Linked DNA regions of Sus scrofa: all the other regions are linked to region 3. Evidence: chromatin contacts called from public Hi-C data. All regions are on one chromosome and are shown on one strand. Each heading gives the region's core, a stretch centred on a gene start, on an enhancer-like site or on the middle of the called end of the contact. The rest is flanking DNA. Distances are from core to core; before and after follow the strand shown.

The links. A called contact is a pair of places that touch in the nucleus more often than the background predicts.
Region 1: a contact with region 3 is called in a Hi-C map of skeletal muscle, with 3 times the contacts expected there. The contact joins the enhancer-like site here to the promoter of SLC22A23 in region 3. A contact is called at or near these places in 2 of 5 promoter capture datasets (fetal liver and liver), 7 of 47 Hi-C or Micro-C datasets (alveolar macrophages, liver, psoas muscle and 1 more) and 1 of 2 datasets of contacts at active chromatin or transcription factors (skeletal muscle).
Region 2: a contact with region 3 is called in a Hi-C map of skeletal muscle, with 2.1 times the contacts expected there. The contact joins the enhancer-like site here to the promoter of SLC22A23 in region 3. A contact is called at or near these places in 1 of 5 promoter capture datasets (liver) and 3 of 47 Hi-C or Micro-C datasets (alveolar macrophages, liver and skeletal muscle).

The regions. Positions count from the first base shown.
Region 1 is chr7:2,055,056-2,059,205 of Sscrofa11.1, forward strand. The region is part of intron 3 of SLC22A23 (solute carrier family 22 member 23); the gene reads right to left. Among named protein-coding and RNA genes, the nearest start is that of SLC22A23, 75 kb to the right of the region's middle. Within about 2 kb of position 2,381, at least 48 of the 83 cell types and tissues checked have an H3K27ac peak or open chromatin away from gene starts, as enhancers often do. A contact at or near this core is called in alveolar macrophages, fetal liver, liver and 1 more, where this site is marked.
Region 2 is chr7:2,234,463-2,238,728 of Sscrofa11.1, forward strand. PXDC1 (PX domain-containing protein 1) reads right to left here. Exons shown (of 6, transcript XM_001928852.5): 2 at 2,325-2,416; 3 at 1,889-2,006. Among named protein-coding and RNA genes, the nearest start is that of PXDC1, 12 kb to the right of the region's middle. Within about 2 kb of position 2,934, at least 9 of the 83 cell types and tissues checked have an H3K27ac peak or open chromatin away from gene starts, as enhancers often do. A contact at or near this core is called in skeletal muscle, where this site is marked.
Region 3 is chr7:2,129,359-2,133,513 of Sscrofa11.1, forward strand. It overlaps SLC22A23 (solute carrier family 22 member 23), which reads right to left and starts at 2,420. Exons shown (of 11, transcript XM_013977405.2): 1 at 1,719-2,420. The coding sequence starts at 2,351.

The DNA.
Region 1 (4,150 bases), core at 1,131-3,630, 74 kb before region 3:
ATAGGAAACTGGAAAAATACCGAGGCTTCTATGACCGAATTTAACAGCAAGGAAAGAAAACAGCGCCTGCACCTGGGCAGCACGGAGTTTCCAAGACCCTTCTGTGGGTTCCGGGCCCCCACCCTCTCTGGGGGGGTCACTGTCCTCCCCAAACAAAACAGGGCATCTCCCTCCCAAATTGGGGCCAGCATCTCTTCCCCTGGACATTGTGAGAATAAAACAAGGTGAATCGAGGCCCCACTACCAGCAGTTCCCTCATCCTCAAAGTGAAAATCAGAAGTAAGAGTATCTAGAGGACAGAGGTGAACTCCCGCACACGGTCAGAAGCCCGCGACCTGAAACGGAAACGAAGAGCAAGACACGCCTGCTGTTCTTCGGTGCCTCACCCGCTATTCCTGGCAAGAGGGCATCCTTCCTTCTCGCCGTCTGTAGGAAGAAAGGGGGCAGGGGCTGCGGGCGAGGGCAGGAAGAGGCCCAGCAAGGCTACCGTCCGGGCTGCTGCAGGTGGGGTTTGATCTGGGCACCCCCACGCCCCCACAGCCCTGCCCCCGGCTGCAGAGGACTTGTCCCTCCCGTGCCTCCCAAGATTAAATTTCAACACGGAGGAAACAGAAGCACAGGCTATTTCTGGCTCATCCACTACACCTGTTTGCTATTTCTTAAGACCCCAGTTCAGTCCTGAGCAAACCCGACCACCAGGGCCGATGCAGCCCCGGGTTGCTCCTCCCGCCCAAACGTGGACGAGCCTCCGAAGCGCAGCGCTGAGCTTAAGCAGAAAAAAGGGACGTTCAGAACACCAAGCACATAGGACTCCACTTGTTGAAAGTTTTTAAAGGCAAAGCAGTGCCAGAGGGCGTTCGGGACGCTGCTCGGGGACGAGTACAGATGGGCGAAGGGGGGCCACGGGGTGACAGGAGTGACAGGGGTTCAGGGATGGGGCAGGGGGAGCGGTGCTGCTGGCCGGGAGGGCTGGACATTCTAACAACGCTTGGCGGCTGAGCCTGCAGGTGGGGGTGAAGATGGGTAACCCTAGTTCCCACGATCACGAGAAACCAGGCACACGCACTCCTGGGGAGCGGCCTGCGGGCGCCCAGAACATCCAGGAGGAACCGGTCAGCTGCCCAACAGCTGACGGGGCTGGATCGCCAAGCAGGGCCTCCAATCCAGCCAGACCGGGCCTGGCGTCAGCAGCGCCTGCCCAGCAAGGGAATCCACGGAGACGAGGACCTGGCAGTCGCCCACTTCCTCGTCCGCTTCCGAAAACACAGGCGCCACGCACGGCCCTGCAGCCGCGCCTCCGCGGCACTGGCCAGGCTTCAGCAGCAGCGGCGGAGGGTGTATTTCAGAACCGAACCCGCGGCCAGGACCCCCTCCCCTCCACGTAGGACACTGCTTCCCGGGTCTGGAGCTTTGCTGTAACCGTGTTTTCTTGTCCTCGCCGGCCCAGCGGTGAGCCCAGCCCGGCTTGGCCGCCTGGGGTGTGACGGCAGCAGCCATCACAGTCGGGGCCGGTGACACCCGGGCCCTTCAGAGCCCTTCCAGACGCACTGCCCCGTAAGCCCTCGCGGATCCTGTAATTAAGGACACTGGGCCTTGTGCCCATTTCTAAGATGGGAAAAAGGCACCTTCAAGGCTTTTGGTCATTGACGCGAGGACATGCACAGGCCCAGGCTTTTTGCTTCCCAGCCCCGTGGTCGGCCTGGGGCTGCAGCAGCCCGAACACACCGTCTTCAAGCAGTCACCCCAGCCGCACTGCCTGGGGAGGACACAACCAAAAGGCACACAAAGCCAGAGGCGGGCGAGCGCTGCAGGCCACATCACACGCCCCGAGTCCCTAAGGTCCAGCGGCATTTAGGGGCCGGGGAATATTTATCATTGTTTACACCAAACAAACCCTCCCTCGCCTTAAGCAAAGGCCAAAAGCCCAGTAACCCCCCCCCAGTGCAAACACCAGCTGGAGGACTTGCTCCGGCCTCCTCAGGAAGTCTGCGCTAATAATTATCCAGACAGCACTCTGAGGTCAAGGCAGGCTGGGCGCCCGGGGTGGCACAGGACCGTCCCCCAACCAAGCCACATGAGGAAGGGGACTCGGGCTCAGATGGGTCGTCTTCCCTGCTCCCACGCCCTGCCCTGGCCACAGATCTTAACCGCTTCAAAGACTGAACTCCACAGGCCGGGCTGGCTTCCTCTAAATATCCAAAAGACATCTAAATGCGTGTGCCATACACACAAATCCAGGCTCACCCTTTCTGGTTCCCAGATTAAAAGCAGCTTGAGTCTAGGAACTGTGCTCTTACTCAAAGTCACATGTCCGACTCTTGACCCGGAGAAGACACTGAATAACGATGAGTCACAGAAAACAGAAGGACAGCTGTGCAAAATACACGCACCCTGTCTGCCCACTCAGCAGGGCTCATGCAGAAACGCTACACTAGGAGAAGCCAGGACGAGGGAGCGGCCTGCGGGCCTCGGGGGGCCGACCGTCTGAGGCAGGAGGCACGGGACTAGCTGCCCAGACAAGTGGTGTGCGGAGGCGGGAGGGAGCCCTGGGGAGGGCTCCGCAGGGGAAGCAGCGCTGAAGCTGGGCCCGGGGGCACGTCGGTCTCGCTGTCCTGCCTTGTGGGTGGCAGGAGGGGAAGGGCTGGGAGGGGGCCTGGCAGAGCAGCTCACTCCCGGAAAGAGAGCCGTGCGGGAGAGGCCAGAGTTGGCTTGTTATCAGGATCCAAAGTCCCTGGGAGGGCCTGTTTCAGCCACAGTGACAAGGCCAGGAGCCACAGCTGCGTGAGGAGAGGGCCACAGGGAGGAGCCACGCGGCTCGGGTGGCCCTGCTCTCCGCCCCCCTGGCGCCTCTGAAGCAGGGCTCCACCATCTGCCAGTTCCACACCCCGTTTGCTGCCCCCACCCATGTGTCTCTGTCATTCAGGACGACAGGAGGCCAGGAAGTCCCGTCACACAACTGCCAAGAGGGAAACTAACTTGGTGTCACAGAGACGGGTCAGAGACCAGACAGGCCACAACCGGACTCCCAGGGCGTTTCAACTGAGAGCGGGATGGGCACAGAGAAGGGGGGTTAGGGACACACGCACTGAGACCCGTCTCGCGCCGGGACGCCCCGGGATGCACGCCTCGAGGAGGACTCGCCACCACCGGGCAGACGCGGAGGCTGCTGAGCCCGCCGCCTGGTGCTGGCACCTCCAACCCTCCTCACCCAGTGGGTCCCGCGGGCATGAACAGCCACCCGAGGGCAAGTTTCAAACAAACGGACACCAAGGAGGCCGGACGGAGCCGACAGGCGGGATGCAGACGCTCGCCGCCCCCAGGAACACGCTCGTCCAGACTCCGTGAGACCCCGTCACAGCCCCGAGGACGGCACGGACGCGGAGAGGGGAGCCCGGCTCTGCTCGTGGGGACGGAACACGCGCATGTGCGGGGACAACGGGACGGAGGGTCCTCAAAAAGCTCAAGACACAGAACTACCGTATGACCCCGCAATCCCGCTTCTGGGTATGGACCCCGAATCACCGAAAGCGGAGACTGAGAAGGGGTGTCTGTACCCCCGTGCGCACAGCAGCGTATGCGTCATAGCAGCCAAAGGGGGGACGTGATCCGAATTCCCTCTGAGGGTGGATGGAGAAACAAAACATGGTCTGCCGGGCGACGGGACACGGCTCAACCTTGAAAAGACGGGAAATCCTGACACGTGTCCCAACACGGATGGACCTGGAGGACGTGACGCCGGTCATACGAGGACAGGGCCTGCAGGATTCCACCCACATGAGGCCCCTAAAGTCACCGCATTCACAGAGCCAGGAAGTGGAGGGTGGGGCTCGGGGGTTCGAACGACGGGGAGGGGGACGGGGAATCAGAGTTTAACGGGACGGCGTTTGGGTTCTGCAAGAGGCACACGTTCCGGAGACAGACAGACGGTGGTACCACAATGTGACCCACTCAATGCTACTGGATTGCACACTTTAAAATAGCTAAAATGGTAAATTTCACAGTATCTTTTACCACAATAAAAAAATCCCCTTCTGAAAAAGAAAAAAAACAAAATGGAAAGTGGGCATGTCTGCCTTTGGAGCGCCTCCCCGCCCTGTGCCCACCCCACCCGGTCCACTCCTTCAAGGGAGTCAGATAAACTTGGTCACCA
Region 2 (4,266 bases), core at 1,684-4,183, 110 kb after region 3:
CCCGATGCCCCCTCGCCCATTCTGGACCCGACCCCGGACCTCTGCTGCAGGCAGCTCGCTCGGCCCCTGACAACCTCTGTGACCTCAGCCCTGCCTCGTCTCTCCCGGCTGCAACTAGGGGGGGTCTTTTATCGACTGTGCCTCAATTTGCAGGGTGTACGATCTTGGACAGAGGTGGTGCCGTCCAGCAGGAACCAGAGGGGCTGCTGCTTCCCTTGGGCCATCGGAGCAGGGGGTGCCGCCAGCAGGACTTACTCCCAGGGCGTCGTCTGGGTCTCCAGAGTAGGGAGGTTTCTCCAAAGTGAGGGCACTGCCCTTCTCTTCTTTTAATTCTTACATTTGTTTAGTTAAAGTATAACTGATTTACAAAGTGGTGCCGACTTCTGCTGTACAGCGAAGCGGCCCAGTCGTACACACACGCACATCCTTTTTCCCATACGATCTTCCACCGTGGTCTGTCCCGAGAGGCTGGACAGAGGCCCCCGTGCTGCACAGCGGGACCTCATTGCTCATCCTTCCTAAATGTACTCGTTTGCCTCTACCAACCCCCAACACCCCGCCCCTCCCTCTCCCTCCCCCATCTCCAGCATTCTCTTTGTAGTCAAGAAGCATCTCGGTGGAGAAGCACCGAGATGCAGCAAACGCTGGTTCTCCTTAAGCTCTGGCCCTCTCCTCTCAGCACCTGCCCACGGATCTTTTCTCCAACAGTGACTACCGTCTGCCTGGCGCTGATTTTGTATTTTCCCTGCAGCCCTGTTTTCACAGGTCCATGTGCCATCATCCCTCAGTTCATTCATTCTTCTTTCCCCTTTTCCCTGAAGACAGAGTCGGCCTTGAGAGCACACTCGCACGCGTTCCAACCCCCTCTCCTAATACATGCCCCGTGTTTCCAGCCACAGAACAAAACCCAAAGCAGTGCCTTTTCACAGACTGGTGAATAAGAGTCTCCCTGAGTGGTGAAAATTAAAGTGGAGCCTGCACAGACTGCTGGTTACTGAAAAATGAAATTATATTTCCGGGCTTCCCAAACCTGAATAATCTGATTGTGTGGTTGATGAGTTAATCCAAGTAGCCAAACCCAGGCTGGGGTTGACGCTTCCTTTTAAGCGGCAGAGACGCAGCCGTGGTGTAGAAAAGCAAAATTAAGATTTCTTACAGTTGGTACTATGCTTTTAGATTAACACGGGCTGAAGGATGCTCAAGGCTACATCGGCCAAAGCATCCCCACAGAGGCTACAGCCCTTCCGGAACGGGGGCCAGGCAGGTGGCCGGTTCGGTTCTAGGGGAGCCCCGACCCCCGGCTGGTCAACCTGGAGGCCACCTGAGGCCTGAATGTGAGTCACGCTGCCCCTCACAGGCTCCACCAACTGCACCGCAGAAACAGTCCAGGCTGTAAGGACGGGGCAGCCAGATCTGAGAATGCTGCCAATGGGCCGAAGGCACGCGCCCCCTCTGAGCCACCGGACAGCTGACCATCCTCTTACTGCTGCCACCCTTTGCCAGACCTGTGCTGCATGTCCCCTTCTGTCCTCGCTGCCCTAAAGCCAAGAACAAAGCCAAGGCCCCTCCACGGGACCTCTTTCAGGTCAGCGGGCTGGACGACGGATTCCTGTTCACTTCAAAATGTCTCATTGATGCTTTCGGAGACTATTTAGGTAAAGTCCAGTGTATGTGAGAAATAACTCGCTTTGGAAGTAGGAAGGTCAGTGGGTAGAAACAGGTGGCTTCATAAAAACCAGGGACAGCCCCTCCCCCACAACCCCCATCCTCTGTGGGGCCGTCTCTCCGGAGCCCACGCGTGGGTGCTGGGCTGGGAGCGGTTCGGGAAACCTCCGGCTTCCGCAGCGGCGCTGCCCCCCACCCCGCACACCCTCCCCGGGGCTCTTACCCGATATTTTCACCGGACTTTGGAAGCTGGGCTGAATTTTGTGGACGTTGTCATTTTTTAACACCTGATCCAGGGGAGAGCGTTCGAAGAAGGTGAGCACGACTTCCGACCTGGAGTACTGGGGAGAGACGGCCGTGGTCCCACACGCGCCCCTCGAGGTGGCCCGTGGGACGCCTGCGCCCGCGGCCACGGGACTGACCGCACATCTGTCAGGCTCCGGGCAAGGCCCGGGCACAGGCGGGACGGGGACAGTGGGAACCACGAGGGCCCGGGCTGTGCCAGCGCGCCACACCCCTCCCCCGCACGCCACCGTAAACCGCGCCCTCCGCTTCCTCTTCCCCGGGCGGGACCCCGAGCCCCTGGAGTCCCGAGGCCTCCGGGGGACACCCGCCCCCGTGCCCGACTCTGGGAGGCGCCCCAGCCCGGCCGCACCCACCTTCCGGGGCATGCCAATGACGGTCTTGAGCAGCTTCTCCACCTCATTAAGCCTGGTCTCTATGTCGTGAGCATCCTTTATGGCAACCAGACCTGGATGGAGACAGAACGGCCTCGGTCAGACAGCAGGACCAGGAAGTGCGCTCCCGACGTCACACGGAACCACCAGCAGCCCCCGCATCCCGCAGCCGGCACCCGCCGCCCCGTCACCCTCCACAAAAGCCGTCCAGGAAGGAGTTCCCATTGTGGCTCAGCAGGTTAAGAACCTGACTAATATCCATGAGGATGGGGGTTTGATCCCTGGCCTTGCTCGGTGGGTTAAGGATCCCGCATTGCCGGGAGCTGCACTGTAGGTTGCAAATGCACCTCGGATCCCGTGTTGCTGTGGCTGTGGCTGTAGACCTGCAGCTGCAGCTCTGATTTGACCCTTTGCCCGGGAACTTCCATATGCCGCAGGTGTGGCCTTGAAAAGAAAAAGCTATCTGGGAAGACAGCCTTGGCCTCATGCTGTCCACGGAAAGCCACAGGGAGCCCATCAGACGCTCCTCCAGGCGGAACAGCCTGGCCAGCTCCGTCCCCCGCCAGCGTGGCAGCTGCAGCCCCGGGAAGTGGCCCAGGACCCACCCACCCCCAATGACACAGCTGCAATGACCACAGGGCCATGTAAGCAGGGCCCATAGATAGACATCATTTAAATGCTGGGTTTGGAAGAGAAAAGTTATGTCTTTAGCAGAGAAAACCAACATAGACACGACTCACGGATTCCTTCCAGGAATCTGAGCTTCCCCCTTTGTTCAGTGACCAGAAGCCTCACTGGCTACTAGAAGTGCAGTGTTTTGTCCCTGAAGTGAGAGCACTAACAGCCCGAGACCCGGGGTGGGTTTCTGTTCCCCCGGAGGGTGCAGCGCGTACCCTTCAGAGCGCTGCCAGGCAGGGAGCAACTCAGACTCCCCGGGACGTTTCACCCGTCCCCGTGACGACGACCAAACCACAGAGGCGGATCCTGAACTATTTTCAGGCCCCGAATCTCAGGTTTCAGAAGAGCTGGTTTTATTTTACAGGGCAAAGCGTTGTTCACGTTGCAGGCAACTCGCTGAAGTCCATGTAGTGAGAAAATTAGCTGCCCAAACTACAGGGCTGAAATTAAGAGGCCCAGACCTCGTGGGCCCTGGGAACCAGGGGCGCCCCAGACACGGGGCAGGAGGGGTTTTGAAGGCCTGGGCTGTGCCGGGGTTCTTCACTGTGCCAGCCAGAGTCGGTCAAGGCCAAGAATCCATCCCTCAACCTCCGGGAGCACAGGCCGGACGCCCGTGACCCGGTCACTGGGGGCCCTGCTCGTCAGTGGACTGTATGATCCTGCCCACCCTCCTCAGCCACACGGGCACAGGGCCCCTGCCCACACTGCCCGAGCTGGCACTCCAGCAGGATCCCAGATGTCACCAGACAGGGGCACTAGGCCACCTTCTCCCCATCTCGCCTGGGCTGTCCAGCCCTCCCACCACCCTGCAGGCTGGGGCAGCAAGAGGGAAGAGAGAGAGCAGCAGGTGCAGGTCTCAGGATGCGCATTTCAGATTCACACACACACACTCTCACGCACGCACAGACCGCTCCATGACTGCCTGCTTGCTGTGGACAAGGAACAGAGGGAAGGAGAGAAGATGCAAAATCCTCTGAAGGGTTTCTAGGGAGAGGACGAGTCTATAAATCACCCCACAAAGTGCTTCTTTATTCTAAGACAAGTGAAAGCACCGGCATGTCTCAACCTTTATGGCATCTAGAATACTGGTCTTAAATCAACTGACTTTATGACACAGACGATGCGTTTTTATGTTTTGTAGGTACAATTTACATGGAGATTAGTCTCTTGTCCATCAATGCAAACACAATAGTTATACCCATTTTACAGGATGTAAAGCACGCTAGCCCAGGCTTAGCTTTCTAAG
Region 3 (4,155 bases), core at 1,170-3,669:
CCTCCCACCACCGACGCAGGGTCCCCCCACTAGGATACTGATACTCTGTCCCCCCCTCCTACCTTTGAACATGGCCTCCCCTGGGACCCCAGGACCGAGCACCCTCGACACACCTCTGCGTTAATCTACGTTATTCCTCCTCCACTTTAGAAAGAGGCTCAAAGACTCTGAAAAGGTTGCCAATCCTGACTTTCGCAGACGTACCAGCAGGGTTAAAACAGTCCCCGTTCTTAAGTTTTCGGGGCTGGTAAACAAAAACCACACCGACCTCCAACGATGGAAACAGAGTCACAGAAACGCCTTTGCCAAGGACGCGCTGCCTGGGGGCGGGGGAGGGGACCAAGGTGAAGCAAGCCAGAAGGAGTTTCCCCTCTAACAGCTAATCCCGACAGTTCCCGGGGGATGGATCATTTCTCACCAGGCTGTACAAGCTGAAGACAACGGCTATGGTGATGTAAGAGTTTCATCTTACACCTCCGTGAGGCACAACTGTTTACTAACGCGTTGCGGGGGAGGGCAGGGGTGAAATACACGCACATGGACTCTTGTGAACTGTCCGATTTCAACCCCGCATTTAAACAAAGCATTGAAAACACTGCCCAGGACTGCCCAGAAGTGGGGGAAAGATCGACATTCGCTTTGAAATGCAAATGACTTATTGAAAAACACAAAATGGCAAAACCCACAGATTGGTTTGACAGCCTGGCGCACGATCTCTCGTCTATGTTAAGGGCTCCAGAAAACCGTCGAGGTCTGGGCACCGATGTTCTAGGGCTGCCCCGGCTCGACCTTTATGCCCGCTGCACAGCTCACGACACTCCGGCTCCATCTCCCAGGATGCAGCGCCTCTGCCAGCGGGGGCCCGGGACCTGAGCGAGTGGGCTGTTCAGCCAAAGCAGACCAGGAGCGGGTCTCCACGCCTGGACAAAAGAGCTGCTGTGTGGGAGCAGGCGGGCCCTGGAGTCCCACAGATGCTTCCCTCCTTCCTACACTGCCATGGGGTCGCCCAAGAAGACATGTGAGGGGACACAGGGGTGGCAAAGTCCAGGGTGAACGACGCGGGCCTTTGGGGAGGACCGAGCTGGGGGACAGGGAAGGAACGTTTTCACAAGCTGTTTGCTTCTCTGGCTACAACTGGGGCCAGTTGGCTTTGGTCTGTGTCCAAAGCCGGAGCTGGATGGCAAGGCCCTCCAGGAAGAACACCTGGGAAGAGGCACGATTCTCCCGGATGCTCTTTCTTTGTGGGAGACTGGGAGGCAGCTGGCTGGGCAAAGGGCAGAGCCCAGGTCTTGGCTCCAGCCCGTGGACCCTGAGAGGCGCGACCTCCAGGGCCGCCTGGTGACAGATCAGGCCTTGCCCTCCAAGGCCACCCCTGCCGGAACGAACTGACAGCTGGGGGGCGTGCGGGGGAGCTCGAGTCTTTGCAGAGGGAGGGGCGCCCCTTCCGTGTCTGCGCTGGGACGCGAGTTCGGGTACCCACTAGGGAAGGCTAAGGTGCCCCGGCGCCCCCGCGGAGGGCTGCCTAACTAAGCCTGGCTTCACACCCAGGCAAACACATCTGTTTGAGGGACGGGGGAGATCAAGCCCACGTGAGGTGCGTGGCCACGCGGGCTCGCAGCACTGCAGGTCCTGGGTCTGCACGAGGGCGCGGGGAGGGACCGCGGAGGACACAGCGCTCGGGAGGGGCACGCGGGGGCCGGGGCGGTCGCCGCCCTTACCTTGCTGACCACGTTCTGGACCAGGCCTGTGCGGATGCCGTAGTCCCACGCGTGGCAGTCGCAGTTGGAGGCGTTGTCCCCCTTGTCCGGAGGGGACGGCAGTGGCGGCGCGTCGCCCCCGTCCGCGCCGCTGCCGTTGCCAAGGGGGCCCGCCGTGCCCCAGGCGGCGGTGGAGGCGGGGGTGGTCGGGGGGCTGGTCCAGTTGGCCAGGTCGCCGCCGCCCCACCGGCCCGCGCCCGTGACCCCAGCCTGCTCGGCGTCTCTGCCGGCCCCGCGGCACCAGAAGTTGGGCTGGTCCAAGAGGAAGGAGTCCGAGAACTGGCTGAAGCCGATGAACAGCGCCGGGATCCAGGTGAGCAGCACGAGGGTCTTCTGGTAGCCGCCGCCCAGGCCCCCGAGGAAGGGCAGCACCGACCCGTCGTAGTCCAGCAACAGGAGGCTCGGGTGCGGGCCGCCCGCGGCGTGCGGGGCGGGCAGCGGCTGGATGTCGCCGCCGCCGCTGGGGCCCGCGCGTCCTCCGAGGGGCGCCGAGGCCGCCGCGTCCCCGGGCGGCAGGGCGCCGTTCTCCTCGGCCGCGGGCGGCAGCCGCCCGGGCCCGCCGCCCGCCGCCTCGCGCCGCCGGTCTATCGCCATGGCCCGGGCCCGCGGCGCCCGCAGAGGCGCATAGAGCGCGGCGGAGGCTCCCGCGGGGCTCCGGGCAGAGCGCGCGGGCCCGGCGCCGCCGCCGCCGCCGCCGCCGCCGAGGAGGGCCCGCCGCTCGCAGGGACGCTCGGCCGCCGCGCGCGTCAGTGCGCCTCCATGCCCGGCCACCCGCGCCCCGGCTGCGGCCCCGGCGGGCGCCGGGCGGAGGGCGGGCAGAGGCCGCGGCCCTCAGCCGCCGCCGCTCATCGGCTCAGCGGCCCGGGCGCCGGCGGCCGAGCCCGCCGCTCTCCGCGGCTCCGCGCCCGGCGCGCGAGAAGGAGGAGCGGGCGCCGCGCCTGTGCCAGAGCCGGCCGGCCGGAGCCCTGCGGAGCGCGGCGCGGGCGGTGCGGGCGACTCCGCGCTCCCCGCGCGCCGGGATGTATTTATCCGACCCCGGCGCCTCCCGGAAGCCGCGCGCTCGGGGCCAGCGTGCCGCGCCGGCCGCGCTCTCCGGCTCTGCTCTCCGGCCTCCCTCCGCCTCCCGCGCCCCGGCCCGCCCCCTCTCCCCCCGCGCGGTGGAGGTAACCGCGGCACCTGCTGCGCCGGCTCCTGCGCGCGAGCGCCCCCTCCGGCCGCCGCCGCCGCCGCCGCCGCGGGAGCCCGGGAGGGGCGGGGACACGGGATGCCCGGCCGGGGCCCCACGCGAGGATCCCCGCCCGGCGCCGCTCCGCGCCCGGCCGCCTGGGCCGGGGGCCCGGAGGGGGCGGCGCGCGCGGAGCGAGGGACCGGCTGGTCCTCAGGCTCGGCGCTCAGTGACCTCGGCTGCCTTCCCAAGTGCCCGCCACCAGACGCCCGCACCCCACGCCCGGTCCCGCGCCCAAGGGTGGCTAGCGTTCCGGAGCGACCCTCCTGCGCTTTTTCGAGGGGCCGGCAGGGTTGACTTTCGAGCCGAGGAGGCGCATGGCTCATTTCAGGCCGCGGGTCCCCCGCCACCGACCGCAGCACCCACCCCCAAACCGCCATTTCTTGCCCCGCTCCCAAAGGCATTCTGAGCCTGAGGCTGGAAGGATATGTTGCCAGCACCAAGTTACATGTACGTGACCGTGAACGGAGCCGGTGTTCCCCACCCCCTCCCCAAGATGCAGCCGCCCTTGGGGCGGAGTGCACAGGCGCACTCGCCGAGGCCAGCCTCCCCTCCTCTCCCGCGCTCCGCGCCGACCGTGCCCAGCCGGCGCCGTGCAAACAACACGGCCCTGCGGCAAACGGCCGCGTTCGCCTCTTTCCTCTTGCACCCAGGCCTGGCCCGGCACTCTTCGCCCGGCTCGCCCAGCGTTGCAGACGCTCGACATTCTGAGAAGTTTACTAATGCCTATCTGAAGTAGAGCAGTCCATTTCCAGCCTTGTTTGGGGGGGATTGAAAGAAATGCTGCTGCTTTCCGCAAGGAGACCCTCGAAGCTGCATATAGTGGATGCACGCTGCATTTCCATTATTTGCTAACATTGTTAACCGGCAGCTCCTGTTTTGTTATGGGCAGCACGTACATGCTATGCAAAATACCGACACACCAGAGAGAATTCTTTAAAAGACTTGCAGTGGCTCGGGCTTTGGGGGCGGGGAGGTCGTGGGCTTTTCCGTGTGGCTGAGAAAGGGAGATTAGATAAGCTTGGGCCGCAGGGGCCCAGAGGGCTGGCGAAAACACCAAGCCCCTGAGAAATGGGTCTCAAAACCTGCACGCATTTTGACACTAAGCACTCGGCGTTCAGTATTTCAGCAAAGAGTGCACTTTGCACGGCTGGCTTTCAAATACACAGGCTC